Regions from separate parts of the Anser cygnoides genome. Here region 1 is linked to region 2. A link is a contact called in public Hi-C data. All regions are on one chromosome and are shown on one strand. Each heading gives the region's core, a stretch centred on a gene start, on an enhancer-like site or on the middle of the called end of the contact. The rest is flanking DNA. Distances are from core to core; before and after follow the strand shown. Region 1 holds the start of LOC106029739 (epoxide hydrolase 1-like). Region 2 holds the start of SLC29A1 (solute carrier family 29 member 1 (Augustine blood group)).

Region 1 (4,636 bases), core at 385-2,884, 580 kb after region 2:
GGGAAAAATGCATTACGGTTACATTTCCATGTGCATATTTTCTATTGTTTGTGCAGGCGTGATACTGCTGATTGGTGGCAAAAGCAAGGGAGAGAGAGGAAACAAGCCCTCTGTTCACATGGGATTTGTGCAATGGAAACATGAGAGCCTTTTAAAGTTTAGACAGATGCAATACTGAAATACTATATAACAATTCTTCTTTTTTTTTTTCTTTTCTTTTTCTTCCCATGCCAGAACAGCAGCTGGACCAGCAAAATCACAGCACCGGGACAGGGGCAGAAAATGTTCTAATAGTGCTCCAAGGAGGCTTTTTAAAATGGGTTTGATAAAACGTCTATCATTAAGGATAAGGGATCCTGCCCCAGTGCAGGGAGATGCTCTGAGACACTCTTCTATATCCTTTCCTCTGATAGTTACATTTATGGGACGTGCATCACAGCCTCCGGGTAGGTAGCCTAGTTGACACCAACAAGCAGTTTCTGCCTGGAGTTGTGCATTTGGGCCACTAGGGGTTGTAAGAGAGAAGGGGAAAAAAACTTGTTTTCCAGTGGATGGACAAGCTGCTGCAGTACCCCAAAGTGGAGGATTTCCTCCGGAACCCCTTGAGCTCTTTGCTCCAGCACTCACCAAACTCTTGCACATACACCCTGCATTTTATACAGCATGCTAACATCTCAGTTGTTTCAGATTTATCACTGTTTTGTGTCTTATTGGTTGTTTGAGGTTTGGTTTGGTTTTGTTTTTTGCCTTTTAGCCTCAGGATATTAATGGCCTTGGTGTGCCCGCCTATATCTCAGAGAAACCTGTTCTGATAGTCCCAAACCTTTTAGACAGACGGCAGCAACTTGTATCTTTTCTCTGCCGCTTTAACTAGCTCTGCTGGCTCTTTTCCAACATTCCTGGAATAGATATTTTCACTCTCAGTTATTTAAGCCAGATCTTCCTCCTTTGTGCCTTTTCCTAGTCATAGGTAAGAAACAGAATTCTCTCAAGGTCTCTTTTGAATCCTAGAAACATCACTGCCTGTTGTACCCCAACATGTCAAACTACGGGGGTCCTCAACTACCTTTCACCCTGGTGATCATTTTTTCCTCTTGTTGATAGTAATTCTCCAGTCTTAATTACAGCCCCCTCTGCAATCAGGGATGCCATCTTCCAAAAGGCTTCCAGACTTGCTTTTATTTTAGAAATAAGGCCTTAAAGCTAAGTAATCCCAGCCATCTCCCAGGCATAACCAGAAATAGCCGTGGTGTAGCAAGAAATTGAACTTAAACCAAATGTAGGATTTACAAGGTTTTCCTCCTGATAGCTCTTTTGACAGCACAGCAATACAAGACTTGATCTCCGCAGATCTCATTGGTAATGGGACTTTACTTTGAGCATTGCATGGAGGTAGGAGTCATTCCCTCTGACAGTAAAATGTAGCTATCCCTGAAGTGAAACACGGCAAGGACACTGTGCAACAATTTGGGAAAAAAGAAACCTTTATCCAGTAAGATTTAATTGACCATTTGGGAAATGAAATCTAGTTCCCTGAGCTAAATAAAAGCACTAGTTTCTGTGGTATATGAGAAAACTTATCTTTTCCTTTTTTGATGTTTTGTTTTGTTTTGTTTTGTTTCAGCTGCTGCAAATCCCAGGCGCACATGGGATTGAACCACACGATGCACAGGTTGGAAGGGACCCGTGGAAGTCAGCTGGTCCCACCACCTGCACAGAGCAGGTCCAGGTAGGTCAGGTTGCAGAGTGCCTTGCTCCTTACAAATTCTGAATAGCTCCAAGGATGGAGATTCCAGATCTTCTCTGGGACCCTGTTCCAGTGTCCTTTCTGGGACACACTTCAGTGTCTGAATGGGGAACTAATTTATCCTAATATCTAACCAGAACTTCCTTTGTTGCAATTAGCATCCATTACCTTTTGTCCCTCCACTGTTGCTCCCCCAGAAAGAGTCTAGCTCTATTTTTTCTATGCTGTCCACTAGGTAGCTGTAGACAGCAGTAGGATGGACACACGCACACACACACACATTTGCATTCTGTCTTCCAGGCTGAACAAGCACAGGTCTGAGTCTCTCCTCATACAGCATGTGCTCCAGCCCCTGGCAGCCTGGTGGCCCTGCACTGGACTCACTCTGCTCCGTCCTCTACCAACAAGACCAGACCTCAGCACTGCGCTTCCAGACATGGTCTCACAAGGGCCAAAGAGAAGGAAAGGATCGCTTCAGCCAGCCTGCTGGCTAACATATTTGCTGTATAGCCCCATACATAGCTAGCCTTTTTCAGAAGGTCCCCTCCTTGAGTGATTCATTTGAGGACCTCAAATCAGGCTCTGCAGAGCTGCTTTCTGTGCTTTTGGCACCCAGCCTGTGCTGGTGCACAGGTCTATTCCCTCCCCATGCAGGACTTTGTATTTGCCTCTGTTGAACTTTGTTGAACCTAATTTGCATGCGCACACTTAGGCAATAGGTGGCACCAATCAATGATGTGGCTTGCCTTGTCACTGAGAGAGCGTCAGTGCCAAGAGAAAGCCAGCCGAGGAGACACCTGGGTTGCTTCGCTCAGAGCTGCAGCAAGGCGAGGAGGAGCAGACATGTGGCAGGAGGTCCTTCCCAACGCCTGGTGAGATGCCCTCGGGGTGGGGAGGAAGGCCCCAAACAGGGCTCTGCTGTGGTTGGGGTCGGGGAAAGCCCTGCAGGGTAACCCAGGCTGAGCCAAGCCATCGGAGGGTGTGGGGAGCACGCAGCTGGTTTCTCCTGAGCGTGACTGGGGAGGAGGTTGTACTAGACCGAACCTTGCTTTTTGTTGCTCGGAGAGCTGTGTCTCTGGCGTGCTTGATTTGTTAACAGCGCTGAGCTGGTGCTAGTGCCACAATAACTTGTTTCATGCCTCCGACTCACTAAAGTCTGGGATGTAAGTGCACAGGGATATTATTACCTGTTGCATAAGCTGCTCAGCCTCCGTGAGGTGGAGGGTGACATTGTTTGCTTACAGAAGCTTTGTTTTGCCTTGGCAGGGAGCTGTTTAAGGAGGTACCTCCTTAAAAATCACACACCAGATATCAGAGATCATTACCAAATTGCCATGGGGACTGCTACGGTCTCCAGTATAGGCACCAGATTATTTGCCACAGGTAGTGGTGGGAAATGATAGCAGGTAAAAAGAAACAGCAAATGGGTGTGTGTTTTCATGGAGATTTGTGCCCTTGTATTTGTTTTGAGATACCTTAATTATGACGCCAAACAGCTCCCTACTTCAGCCACCTTCCGTAAGGTGGAGCGGCAAAACTTTTTCTTGTTACTTCTAGTTTTTTCCAGAAGTAACTATTCTTGCAAGACAATCCATCAGGCTAAAATAGAACCAAGGAGGAATTTTCATTTTTCTTGCAGGCAGATAAGACCTAAAAGCTCAGTATCTACTTAGGAGTCATTAGAAGTAGGAAAGGTATAGCAACTCACTGAAATCTGAGCAGGTAAAGGTCCTACAAGCCTCTCCTCGTGCCAGCCCTGTGGCACAATGAGCACAGCGTGGCTGGGAGCAGAGTGAACCTTGATCTTAAAAGTTCCCTGCAGGGCTTTGTGCCTATCTCCATGCAGTGGTCAAAATAACTGATTTTCCTGGCTGAAGTATCACAGCCACTCGTAGGATGAAAGACTGCAAGGACACCTACCCGTCTGTTTAGGGCCTTTTATCTAAATTGTGCTGAAGGAGGTAATATTATTTAAACAAGATATCTAGCTAGCACGCAGCCAAGAAACATTGCCTCTGCACTCCCTCTCTTTCTCATCCAAATGTACAAGAAAAATTATGGATGTGTCCGTGTGGCTAAAGAGCTCACAATCCCAAGGCAGATGAGGTTCTTTGCACTCTCCCCAAAGATTGGTACTATTCAGACAACACGATCAGTCTGTAAGGATCTTTTTTTTTCTTTTTCTCTTTTATTTAGGGAGAGCATCTTATCCCGCATCAGGTGAGTGAAATAGCCAAGCCCTCCACTTTTCATTTAACACCCGACCTAGAATACAGCATAGTCCTTTCCCACCTCCATATGACAACAACAAATTTTCATTTGTAGTCCTCCTGCAGCCCCCTGCAACAGGCACAACTCCTAATCCCCAGGCAAAGCTGCAGAGCTTGAGCCACAGGTCAGAGGGAAAGGAAAGTACCATTCATTTGGGACTGATTGCTCATGCATTTAAAGAGCTTCAGAACATGCTACACGTCTGTTAAAACCAGCTCTGGCAACTTAGCTCCCATATTTCAAGAAAGTCCTAAACTCGGCTGTGTGGAACAGAAATGGGGGCACCAAACAGACAACCTAGACCCCTACCTGTGGAGGGCTATCTTAGAGGGCCAGTGTTGCCCTAAGAGATGCTTGAATCTGTAGGAAAGCTATGTGTAAAGCACTGCTGAGAAGGGCACGTCCAGCACATCAAGCTCCTTCTGGCAGCTGAAGACCCTTGTCTCTACTCAGGAGCCTTGTGATCAGCAAGTCATGATCAGCAAGAGCTTGAGATCCCTAATGAGCGCTGGTAGATGTAACCTTGAGGCTTCTTGTCTTCAGACTCTTGTTGTTAGAGTTTAATATCTCTACTCTGGTTTCAGATTGCTGAGTTGGTATTTGTGGAACTCATTGCTC
Region 2 (4,289 bases), core at 1,707-4,206:
CCCTGCCCAAAGCCCCGACAGCAGGGATGTCCTGCAGCCATACCTCCCCATCAGCCTTCCCAAGGCGTCCTGACACCAGCGGGCAGAGCCCTGCATGGCTCCTGGGGAGCGCCACTGCGGCCAGAAGCTGCCACCCACCATGGGGACCGTAGGGATGTCACCACGGGGACCGTGGGGATGGCACCACGGGGACCACGGCACGTGGCCACGGGCAGAAGAGGGCTCCGCACGCAGCCCCAGGAGCTTTCACGGCGGTGCCTGCCCAAATCCGCGCCCAGCCCGCCAGCCGCTGGCTGGCGTGGAGGAATTCGGCTCTGTGTAAACGCCTGGCACGGCTGACTAAATCCTGTTTGGAGAGCGGAGCCTGTCCTGTCATGCTTTCCCCTTCGGGCGATTCAGCAGTGGAGCTGTGGCTGAATGCTCCCAAACATCTCCCGGGGAGGCATCCAGGAGGGACCTTTCCCACAGCTCCCAGCACCACAAGCCGCTCATTATTTCCCCTCCCTGCCAGCCGGGTTTGCTCGCATTCCCGAGCCACAACGTGGCCCCAGGGCCAACCAACGGGGCGCGATGATGAGACATTGCCAGAAGGGCAGGCCGAACCTAAGGCTGGCCGCCGAGCGCGCTGACTGCCCAGGAGAGGGGGAAAAAAGCCTGAGCCCCACATCGGGTGCATCCCAAGTGAGCACCTGCCCTCCTAGGTACGCCCATGGGCAGGGGATGTGCTAAAAAAAACAAAAAACAGGGGAAAGGAAATCCTTGGGGGTGCCACCGGGCTTTGGGGTGCAGACGTGGAGAGGGGGGGGGCTTCCTCAGGGGCACCGCCTGCTTCTCCCCGGGTTTCGGGTGGGCTGGGGCTGAGCCCGCTGCGCCGGGAGGGGCCCCGGAGCCGTGCCAAAGCACCGACAAACTCATCGCAGGGGCAGCGCGGCCCGGTGCTCCCCTCTGCTGGCCGCGGCCGGCGGCGCGCCCGTCCCCGGCGCCTCGGGGCTGCTGGGGGGGGGGCCGTGTGTTTTTTGGGGGGGGGTGGAGGGGGGTTGGAGCAGCCTTTTGGGGGCTTGGCGAGAACCCAAAGCTGGGACCCCCTCAAGATTTTGGGGTGCTACTCTCAGCCGGGATGGGTGCATTATGGATGTGGTTATGGAGGTGATGGGAGCCCCCCCCAAAAAACCAGGCAGAGCTCCCCGAGAAGCCGACGAGCCCCCCCCCCCGCCGGAGCAGCTCGGTGGGCCGAAGCCAGGGCTGCCCACCCCGACCCGCGTCCCCCGTGTGGGGTTGTGGCTGGGACGGCGGCACGGTGCCGCCACGCCGAGAGGCAGCGTGGGGGTGAGGGCCAGGCAGCGTGGGGGTGAGGGCCAGGCTGCGGACCCTGCCCCGGCCTCCGCGCCCCGCGCGCGGGGTCAGGATCCTGCAAACAAGCTGGGGGGCAGCCGGGGCCACCGCGTCCCGGCCGAATCACACCGAGGGCAGCACGGGGACGGCGCCTGGGGGAGGAAGGAGCTGGGGAGGGAGCGGAGCGAGGGCCGAGGGCGAGCTCCCAGCGGTCAGCCTGCAGCTCGGAAGGGTCACAGGAGAGAGCCTGGCTCCGGGGACAAAGGGCTTGCGAGGTTTGGGCAGGGCTGGGGAAGAAACCCCGACGGGGAGGCGCAGAGTGAGGGCTCCCCGGTGGTGTCCCCCGCGCTGCAGGTACCCCAAGGACCTTACGGGAACACAAGGCACCACCCCAGTATGGCCGGGAGCATGGGGGCGAGCGCACCGGGGCCAAAAAACCCACCGGACCACCTGCCACCCCCACAGCACCCCAACCCCTGCCCCGTTGTGGGACAGCACACAGAGCAAAGCCACCGCTGCCGGTGTCCCCGTGCCCCAGCTCTGACCTGCTGTGTCCCACGGCACCGCCGCTCAGCCCCGTGCCCTAGTTACAGCGCCTGCAGCTCCGCGGCGGCCGTCCATGGCACACGGTGCCAGCCCGGGGCACGACCATGCACGCTTACATGTTGTTGTGATTTTTTTTATTTATTTTTGTTTGTTTGTTTCCGATGTCCGCAGGGCCGCTGGCGGGCTGCGTGCCCGCGGTGCTGCCGGCTGACAAGCCCGGATCCCGCACTGCTCAGGGGGAGAGCTGCCAGCGCTGCCTGCCTGCCTCTCCCCAGGTCCTAGCGCTCTGCCTGCCGCGCCAAGGACACCCGGCTGCAGGACAGCCCTCGGCCCCCCGCGCGGGGATGCCCCGTGCCCTCCTGGGGACAAAGTCCTTGTGAAGGGGGGGGCCCTGCCCTATAGGCATCGCCCTGCAGACCCTGCTCCCCCCGGACCTTTCCCTTCCGGCCGCAGCATGGCCGGGAGCCGGATCGTCCTTGTCACCAGATGCCCAGATCCCCGTTCAGCCCCGAGGCAGAGGGACGGGGCGGTGGGTGACAAGGCTCGGCACAGGCCCCCGGCTGCGGGGTGACCTTGCACGCGGGTCCTTGTGGTGGCTTCTCAGAGCCACGTCCCCTCCCCATCCAGCCCCCCAAGCCAGCGCCTTTCCCTCTCGCCACCCTGCCCGTTACCTCCAGGGCTCAGCTCCCCGCTGCCGCCTTGCCCAGTGCCGGGGATCCTCCGGTGGAGGGAGGACGGGGGCTGCCGAGCCCTCACCGTGCCACGAGCTCCTCAGCCAGGCGCTGGCTGCGAGCGGCTCCGTGGGGCTCCCGCTGGCTCAGCAGGTGGAGGCTGCGTGCACGCGGGGATTAGCGGGGGGAAGCGGCGCCTGCCATCGAGACCGCCAGCGGGATTCGTCAGCGGGGCCCGGCGCCAGGGCAAGGAGGGGGAGAGGGTGAGGGGAAGGCGCCCTCCTGCAGCGCGGGTGCAGGGGACGGTGCCCTCCTGCGACACCCCGCTGCACGGGGAGCGTGCCGTGGGCTCTGCCTGGGGTCACAAGGTGCCCCCGTCCCTGCTCCGTTTTACACGTCTCGTCTCACGCCGCCGTGCTGGACTTGGGCCAGCGTGGGACACTCTGGGCAGGTCGGTGGCTCCGGGTGTCACGCACCCCAAGCAGTGAGGGGGGACGAGCCCTCCGTGCGGCCCCAGCCCCGCTGCCCCTCCGCCGGGCCCCTGAGCAGCTCAGGAATGAGCTGGCGGCTCCTGACCGAGCGGCTGCTGCGCAGGGCCGGGGCTGCAAGTGCCTCCTCGCGGCACGGCCGGGGCTGGCCCCGTCCCAGGGCATCCCCCCCAGCCCCGAGCGAGCCGCCCCGCTCCTCTCTTCCCATTAAGGCAGTGTGCACGGGCCGAGCGGCGGTGCTGGAGGAAAACAGGTGACCGAGCCAAGAGACCGAGCCAAGAGAAATCTGCGGCCCCAAATCCCCCCAACTCCCCTCCTCCGGGAGCACGAAGCCCCTCGCTGGGTGACACCGCTGCCCCCGTCCCCAGCTGGGGGTTGCAGCGGGACACAGGGGGGTGGGAGCAGCCCCGTGCCCGCTACTCGTGTTTCTGCGCTTGCAGCCCTTGCTGCGGATCTGGGCGGCAGCCAGCCCAGCTATTTTAAGCCCCATCCTGTGCCTGCGGAGGAGAGGCTGAGCCTCGGAGCCTGCCGGGAGCGTCCTCACAGACCTGTCCTTTTTGCCTGAGGGCTGGTGCACACCCGGACGGGGCTTTGGGCTCCCTCCCCTTCCCGGCACAGACAGGAACCAGAGTGGCTGACACCAGCACGGGCTGGCGAAGCTATTGCAAAATTTTGGGACAGGGAAGCCCCCGGGGTCTGGCCACGCTCCCTGACCGTCACCACAGCATGCAGCACGCGCCTGCCTGCGGCCATCCTGCACCGAGCACGAGGCTCGAGGCTGAGCAAGTGAGGGAAACGGGGTCCAGGTGCCACGAGGGATGAGCTGGGCTGGGGACAACAGGGAAAACCACAGGACCAAGCTCCTCGGGAGATGCCAGGTGGCTCAGGCTTCCCCTCGAGCAGCACCGAGCCCGGCCACGGGAGCCCCCTCCTCTGACATGACCACCACCCACCTTCGGGAGCCCCTCTGCGGGCTGGATGAAGAAGCTCCCAGACCGCGTGTCGATCTGTTTTTTAATAAAAAGGCCCCCGGCCCTGCCTGTGCTGCGTGTGGGGGGAGGCCCGGGGGCGGGAAGGGGGAGGCGGGGGTGTAGTGCAGCCCCCCCGGGCAGGCGGCGAGCGGTGAGCTGGTGCTGGCAGCGGAGACGGTGCGAGGACGGCACCCGAGAGGAGGAACACGGGCAGGCGGGGGCTTTCCTCCCCCTCGGCCGGGGTTCACTCCTTCTTGCCGAAGAACTTCTTGAAGACGGAC

What was found. Hi-C and Micro-C count contacts between places; a contact is called where the count stands out from the background.
Region 1: a contact with region 2 is called in a Hi-C map of liver, with 2.0 times the contacts expected there. The contact joins the promoter of LOC106029739 here to the promoter of SLC29A1 in region 2. A contact is called at or near these places in 2 of 7 Hi-C or Micro-C datasets (both in liver).

What each region holds. Positions count from the first base shown.
Region 1 is chr3:34,439,179-34,443,814 of Taihu_goose_T2T_genome, forward strand. LOC106029739 (epoxide hydrolase 1-like) reads left to right here and starts at 1,635. Exons shown (of 11, transcript XM_013171012.3): 1 at 1,635-1,729; 2 at 2,460-2,619; 3 at 3,944-3,967. The coding sequence starts at 2,480.
Region 2 is chr3:33,857,422-33,861,710 of Taihu_goose_T2T_genome, forward strand. It overlaps SLC29A1 (solute carrier family 29 member 1 (Augustine blood group)), which reads right to left and starts at 2,957. Exons shown (of 14, transcript XM_048080133.2): 1 at 2,550-2,957. LOC106048216 (spectrin beta chain, non-erythrocytic 2-like) reads right to left here. Exons shown (of 31, transcript XM_066993846.1): 31 at 4,038-4,289. The coding sequence ends at 4,253.